Linked DNA regions of Ovis aries: region 2 is linked to region 1. A link is a contact called in public Hi-C data. All regions are on one chromosome and are shown on one strand. Each heading gives the region's core, a stretch centred on a gene start, on an enhancer-like site or on the middle of the called end of the contact. The rest is flanking DNA. Distances are from core to core; before and after follow the strand shown. Region 1 overlaps TCF4 (transcription factor 4). Region 2 has its middle 48 kb from the start of TXNL1.

Region 1 (3,597 bases), core at 307-2,806:
AAACAGCTTTATCAATACTGATTGTAAATTTTTTTGCAGTCTTTAACAATAGAGTCTTCTTATAGTTACATACCATATGGTTTTAGATATATCTATGCTAAAAATAGAAGACAGAACTAAAATATAAACATTATTCAATAATTGCTAATTGATCAGAGAGTATATTTATTAATTCAGCAAATCTAGCTGATGTGGTCATTCTGGAAGGTGCTGGGGATGCATGGTGAATAACTTAGATGTGGGCCCTGGCCTGTGTGGGGCTTACAGCGATCCTTGGTAGAATTTTCACGGAGTGATCAATTTACTGAGGTGATTTTAACAGCAAGGACCAGAAATTCATTCTGCCTTGCTCAGGTAAAAGGAGATTTAACAGGAAGATTTCTTTTTTAAAATTTTATTTATTAGAGGATAACTGTTTTATAATGCTGTGGTGGTCTCTGCCATACATCGACGTGAATCGGTCATCATTATATACATGTCCTCTCCTCCTGAGCCTCGCCTGCCGCTTTCATCCCTCTATGTCACCCACAGCACCCGGCTGGGCTCCCTGTGTTACACCCCCGATGGTTACCTACTTCACATGGCAGCGTATACACACGAAAGCTACTTTCTCACGTTGCCCTGCCCCCCTTCCCCCGCAGCGTCCACGAGGCTGTTCTGTATGTCTGTGTCTCCATTTCTTGTCTGTAAATAGGTTCGCCAATACTATTTGTCTAGATTCCATATACGTATTTGTTAATATAGCATATTTGGTTTTCACTTTCTGACTTATTTCACTCTGTATAGCAAGTTCTAGGTTTATACTCTTCATTAGAATGGACTCAAATTTGTTCCTTAGGAATAAAACTACTATGTGACCCAGCAATCCCACTACTGGGCACATACCCTGGGAACAATCAGACTTCTAAAGGACACATGCAGCCCTGTTCCTGGAGCACTGCTTACAAGAGCCAGGACATGGGTGCAGCCGAGATGTCCATCGACAGACGGAGGGACATGGATGAAGAAGCTGCGGTACACGACGGAATATTACTCAGCCGTAACAGGAAGATTTGGTGACTAAAGCTCAGGGCCTGGGGAACTCCTGTGACCTACGGCCATCCCTTGTCCCCAGGGGCCATCCCGGCCTCTCCCACCCCTGTTGGTACCTCTCTCTCTGGCTTCTGCCCACTCTGGACCACACCCTGGACTCTTCTTTCACAGGAGCTCCCAGGACATCCTTCCAGGTTCTGAACCTGCCCCTAACTCCCTCTTTGTTTTAGTAGTTCTGAGTTCAGAATGCTGAGATCATCTGAGGGCCTGGCTCATCATTCTGAAGCAGAAGTGGACCATCCCATGAACAGGCCAGCCTGGAACCAGATGTCCCCCTCCCCCAATTTGGCAGGGCATACCCAAAGGTCCAGCAGTAAGGAATCTGCCTGCCAACGCAGGAGACATGGGTTCAATCCCCGGGTTGGGAAGATCCCCTGGAGAAGGAAACGGCAACCCACTCCATTATTCTTGCCTGGAGAAGAAGACTGGTGGGCTACAGTCTTATTGTAAGGTTGCAAAGAGTCAGACATGACTGATTCGAGTTAGCACACAAATACATATACACACTCACACACGCATGCACAGAGAGGAGGGGAGCAGAGTTTAGGGACAAACTACTTCCTGGAGTTTTCATTTTAAAACTCTCTCTCTGTGTCTGTGTGTGTGTGTGTATGTAGATGCAGATATGAAAATCACTTTCGTTTTATCACTGAGGGGAAAACCATCATAGTCCACCAACTCAAGCCAAGGCCAAGATGTCTAACTGAATTACAAAATTTAATAGCTGCCACAACTCCTCCAACATAAACAGATTTTAAAGATATGCAACTTCAAATGAGGTGGCTGCTGGCAACGCTGTTTTTTATGCGGGGATGCACGGAGAGTGCCCTGGTAAACATCCTTCTCCTGATCCTCGCGCTCACAACAGACATCACAAACAAAAAAGGCATTCAGTGTTTCTGCTCTCTTTGTTTCCAGGGAGTATTATGAAAGTAATTATTCTGTTGTATTTAAGAAGCCTATTGCATGGATGGGAAAATGTATTAAATTTCATTTGGCAGTTATTCAATCCTTGTTAATGTTATCTCCAGCAATAACTGCTTCAAAACAGGCTTTCAGACCTCAGTTCCTTCTCCCCTACCATAATCCTTCTAAAAGAGTATAGGGTGGGAACTTTAGGAAATTTGTCATTAGTTTTTAGATCCAGAGATAATGACACAAAACCAGAAATGCTGTTAGAAACATTTTGGTATCTCAAAATGAAAGTCTGTAATTAATGGCATCGTGTTCAAAAATTTCCTTTTGACAGAGGTGTTTTTTAGAAAGAAGGAAAATAACAACAAGAGAATGGGCCCAGAAAAAAAGTCCTGGTAACTTTTACTTTTCTCTCTTTTAACTTTCTCTTGTTTTGCTATAATCATTAAAAAAAAATGTTGATGGGCTTTTTACTGTAATTAGACACCCATTGACAGAGAAAACAGTTTTGGTGTCTGAACTGTAATCTCCTCATGAAATATCAATTATACATGACAGTCAGAGAGTGCTCGATTTCAGTTTCAATTATCTTGCCAGATCTGTGTCATAACAGAGGAAAGCAAACATTTTCTCAAATGTGCAAAAAATACCACTGAGTCCAAAAGGGGCATCTTTTACAGAGGTGGGAAGTGGTCTTGCAAACTTTAATAGCTCACAGATGGGAACTCGGAAGTTCATGAAATAGCAGTGGTAGATATTGAGAAACAGTATCAGAGGCACTGAATTCTGTAGAAAACGAGAGTAGGCTCTGCAAACCAACTCTTTCGTGTGAGAAAGCTGTGGCATCTGGGAGACCCTTCAACCACGAATATAATTTCCACATTCCTCAGTTTTAAAAAATTAACAGACCATTTTTAAAAACTCATGTGATTACACATTGAAAGGACTTTTCACTCAAGTCAGATCTGGATTCAATTCTTAAGTTTGGATCTTGATTCTTAAAATGTTCATTGGGAGAAAACCTAATTTTCTTAAAAAAAAAAAAAAAAAATTTTCCCCTCCCCAGAAATCTCACAGCTTCAACTATGCTTTATCTGAAAACGGAAGGTATTTCTTAACTGGGCAATTCTTGGAAATGAATTTAACGCTTATTCCCCAGATGATAAAATAACATTCGAAAGGATTTAAGCATGTCTAAACGACCCTGACCTTGGCAGTGTTAACCTGTCACGGGGTCAGCCGGGCTGAAACTCTCATGATGTCCACCAAAATGGTTAAAAATAAATGATTCTGTGATCGAGTTTGAGAAATGCAAATGGCAGTTATGTGATTTCAGTTCATCTTTTTTTTTTCCCCCTTAACTCAAGTTTCATCTATTAAAACTGTTTCATTTCTCTCCTCTGTATCCCCACCCTCTGCCCCCAATACTTTACATCACTTTCCTACACCGGAAACTAGAACTGGATGAAGCCCATCGGGCGGGGGGCCTTGGGGGCTGGTTAGCAGAGTCCACTCCGGCCCTTCCTGGCCCCAGGATGGGGGGAACTAATCCAAGCCTAGTGAACTAAGCCCACGCAGCACAGAGATTAT
Region 2 (3,597 bases), core at 401-2,900, 1.3 Mb after region 1:
GCAGGCTCCAGGGGGATGAGCAGGGTGGGAGCAGGGCGTCTGGGAGGAGCCCCTGCCGTATCCCGATGCGGGATGATGACAGTTGGGTCACACCCTCGTCTCCCACCTGTTTCAGGATGAAGCATGGCTGACTCAGACAGAGGTGTTAATGAGGTCAAGGTCAAGGAATCTTGTGAGCATCCTTTGGGCCGGTATTGCCAACCTGAGCTTCCAGATCTTTGGCAGTCCTCTCCTGGTTCCTGCCCATCAGTACTCCTGAGGGAAGTCATTGGGAAGGTGACTTAGGCTAAACACCAAGCTTCTTTGCAGTGAGCTGAGCTTGTAGCCCCCAGGCTTTCTGTGCTGATCAGAAAGCTGGGTTGATAGCAATGCCTGTCTTGAAGGTTTTTTTTTTTTTTTTTTTTTTTTTTTAAGTAAGAAAATCAATGAATACTTAACAAACGGGGTTTGTTTTGTGCATGCTAAGTCGCAAAGTCGCTAAGTCATGTCTGACTCTTTTGTGACCCTATGGACTGTGTAGCCTTCAAGGCTTCTCTGTCCATGGATTAGTCCAGGCAAGAAGACTGGAGTGGGTAGCCTTTCCCTGCTCCAGGGGATCTTCCTGACCGGAACCATGTCTCATATCTCCTGCATAGGCAGGCGAGTTCTTTACCATTAGCACCACCTGGGAAGCCCTTGTTTTGTAGACCTGATGTTTTAAAGCATGGAGCCTGCAAGGGGTGGGCAGTTCATTCCTTCATTCCTTGGTGGGTAAAATAGTAAAACCACTGAGATGGAGGAGGGCTAGAGATCCTGCTTCCTATCCCACTAAGGCTTCTCTGCTCTTGGTTCCCGAGAGAGGCAGATGAAGGTGTGGGCCTGGGTTGGGGCATGTGTTTCTGCACTTCCGGTGCACACCCTCTGGGAAGGAGATGGAGTGGGGGGGCAACAGGGTGTTGGCAGTCAGAACAAGTCACCGGGGCCTTGCTTTCCTCATCTGTGGGGTTAAGAGATGAGGTTAAATGATCCTCGTGGTCCACCCCAGCTTTAAGCATCTATGATACTGTGAGTGTCCATGGGGAGTGAAGAAGAAAGGATTTCATTTAACTCCTGGTCAAGAACCAGGTACAAGACTGCCCTGGCAACCCAGTAGATAACACTCCACCCTTCCAATGCAGGGGGTACATGTTTGATCCCTGGTCAAGGAACTAAGATCCCACAGGCCATGTGGCTTGGCCAAAAAAAGAGAATCGAGGTAAACACTCTAGCACTGAACACTTCTGTATACCTAGAAACTACAAACATGTGTAAATCATTTTTACTCTTGGCATAAGAAGGAAATTTTAAATCCATCTGACAATCTAATCATATGATGTTTTATCAAACTCTGAGTTTAGAAAGATGTTATAAAAACCTGATTTATTGAATGTATTAGGATAGACAAGTCATGCTCCTGATTTATATACTAGGGTCAAACACAATACCTCAAGGTCTTGGGTGGGCTTAAGTTATATCTCAGCTGTAGTTCTTTTTTTTTTTTTTTTTTAAGAGCCAAGAATATGTGGAAATACTTTGTTTTGTTTTTTATCAATCGCTGGAGCTCATGTGAGCTACTTCAAGGGCCAGCCATGCTCTGGGACTTACTTATCCTGTTGGCAGGAAAGGCAACTGCTCAGAGGTCAAACAAGGGCTCATTTCCTCCCCTACAGGCCAGCGGAGATCTTCCATTCCCAGACTGACTTTCATTCCTTTAGCTGAGCTGGAAGGCATTGTTCCCTAGTAAAACACAACACATCAGAAGATCGTCACTTGAGTTGCTCCCAGATTTACTATTTGAAGACTGAGTTGTGGTCAGTGCTTGGTTAGAAGAGGAGAAGCAAGTAGACACGATGCCTCTGGCAGGGTGGAGACTGAGGAGCCAGAGGCTGGAAGCACAAAAGCGCAGAGATGCCTTCTGGAACTTCTCTGATGACCCCGTGGCTAAGATTCCTCACTCCCGATAGTGGAGGCCTGGGTTCAGTCCCAGTCAGGGAACTAGATTCCACATGCCATGACCAAGAGTGTGCAGGCCACAACTAAGACCCAGCACAGCCAAGTGAATGAATATTTTTTAAAAATGTACAAGGGTCCTTTCTTACCCGTATTTCCCAGGGAGAGTCCCACAAATCAGCACAACTATCGTAATTCCCTTTTGGGGCTTCAAGAACCCTGTTTTCCTTGGTTAAGCAAACACAAGCATGTGTTTGGACTTACCTAAGCAGACATTCCCAACTCTTTTTCTGCTGCCTTCTTGGCTGTTGAAGGATTAACATTGCTGGGTGTAGAATTGTGGGTCAGACACACTTGAAGTTCACTTAGTCTAACTTTTCACCTCAAATAGAGATTCTGGCCCACTGAGGGCCTCTCTTGATTCTTAACTCTTTCCAGTGATGAAGACCCTACTGCTCCATAAGGCACTGTGCTTCTTTTATTTTCAGGAAGTTCTTCCTAATATTAAATCAAATTCTCTGTCCCTAAAGTTCACCCGTAAAATCTGGTCTTCCACACTTGCTTGTTTTTTAGTTTTCTTGGCTATACTGGGTTTTAATGCGGATCTTTAGTTGTGGCTTGAGAGCTCTTAGTTGCAGCATGAGGGCTGCAGGGACTGCATTCAGGCCCCCCGTTTTGGGAGCGTGGAGTTTTAGCCACTGGAACACCAGGGAGGTCCCCACAATGGCTTTGATTAGTGGATCTCAAAGTCTAACTTCAAACATCCTCCCTTGATCATCAAGGACCTCCCCTTTATTCTTTCTTTCATTGGCCCAGTTTTAGGGAAAATCCTATGAAGTCTTGGTGAGGGCAGATCTGACAAGCCATCCTGTCTTTCAAAAGAAAAGGAAGGCTGGGAACTTCCCCGGTGGTCCAGCGGTGAGGACTCAGTGCTTTCACTGCTGTGGTGGGGAACCCCAGTCAGGGAACTGAGATCACAAGCTGCACGGCATGGCCACGAAAAGAAAAAGAAAGGAATGGAAGGCTGGAGGGGCCCAAGCTAAGCTTACCGCAGAGATTTTAGTACAGCTCTTTGGTTCCACATGGCATATGACATTCTCCCCGGAGATATTCCCCATGCTTTAAGAGGATCATTTTTCCAGATTTGATAACTGATCACATTTTCTAATAGCTTCCAATATCTTAAAATTAACCCACAGAGTATTTTGACACAACCCCCGCCCTGAGGAAGTTACTTCCTATCCAAATTAACTACAAAATCACAAAAAACTTTAAATGGTTCTGTAAATTCACCAGGCTCTTCATGACATCTAGTGGTGAAGCCTGGAAGAGCTTACAGCTACTCAGAAGGTGGGGACATTCTTAATCTTAACAAACCTTAACATTTGTCCTTTGACTATTTTGTTTTGTAAAATTGTAAACTAAATTCATTTCCCATCAACGAAAATGATAAACTCGTCTCTATTTTATGTATCTTTACTGCTTTATACTTTTCCTATGTGGGCTTACTTTGAAATCAATGAAATTCATTTTTTCACAGATTTAGAAAAAAATCCTCCTTTTATAAAAGGTGCTTTGTGTGTGTGTGTTTAATTTTTATTTTATATTGGGGTATACTTGATTACCAGT

The links. Hi-C and Micro-C count contacts between places; a contact is called where the count stands out from the background.
Region 2: a contact with region 1 is called in a Hi-C map of tail adipose tissue, with 16 times the contacts expected there. The contact joins two enhancer-like sites. A contact is called at or near these places in 6 of 16 Hi-C or Micro-C datasets (blood, omental adipose tissue, retroperitoneal adipose tissue and 2 more).

Annotation. Positions count from the first base shown.
Region 1 is chr23:54,958,400-54,961,996 of ARS-UI_Ramb_v3.0, forward strand. The region is part of intron 14 of TCF4 (transcription factor 4); the gene reads right to left. Among named protein-coding and RNA genes, the nearest start is that of CCDC68, 280 kb to the left of the region's middle. Within about 2 kb of position 1,557, at least 6 of the 54 cell types and tissues checked have an H3K27ac peak or open chromatin away from gene starts, as enhancers often do.
Region 2 is chr23:56,252,516-56,256,112 of ARS-UI_Ramb_v3.0, forward strand. No RefSeq gene overlaps it. Among named protein-coding and RNA genes, the nearest start is that of TXNL1, 48 kb to the right of the region's middle. Within about 2 kb of position 1,651, at least 7 of the 54 cell types and tissues checked have an H3K27ac peak or open chromatin away from gene starts, as enhancers often do.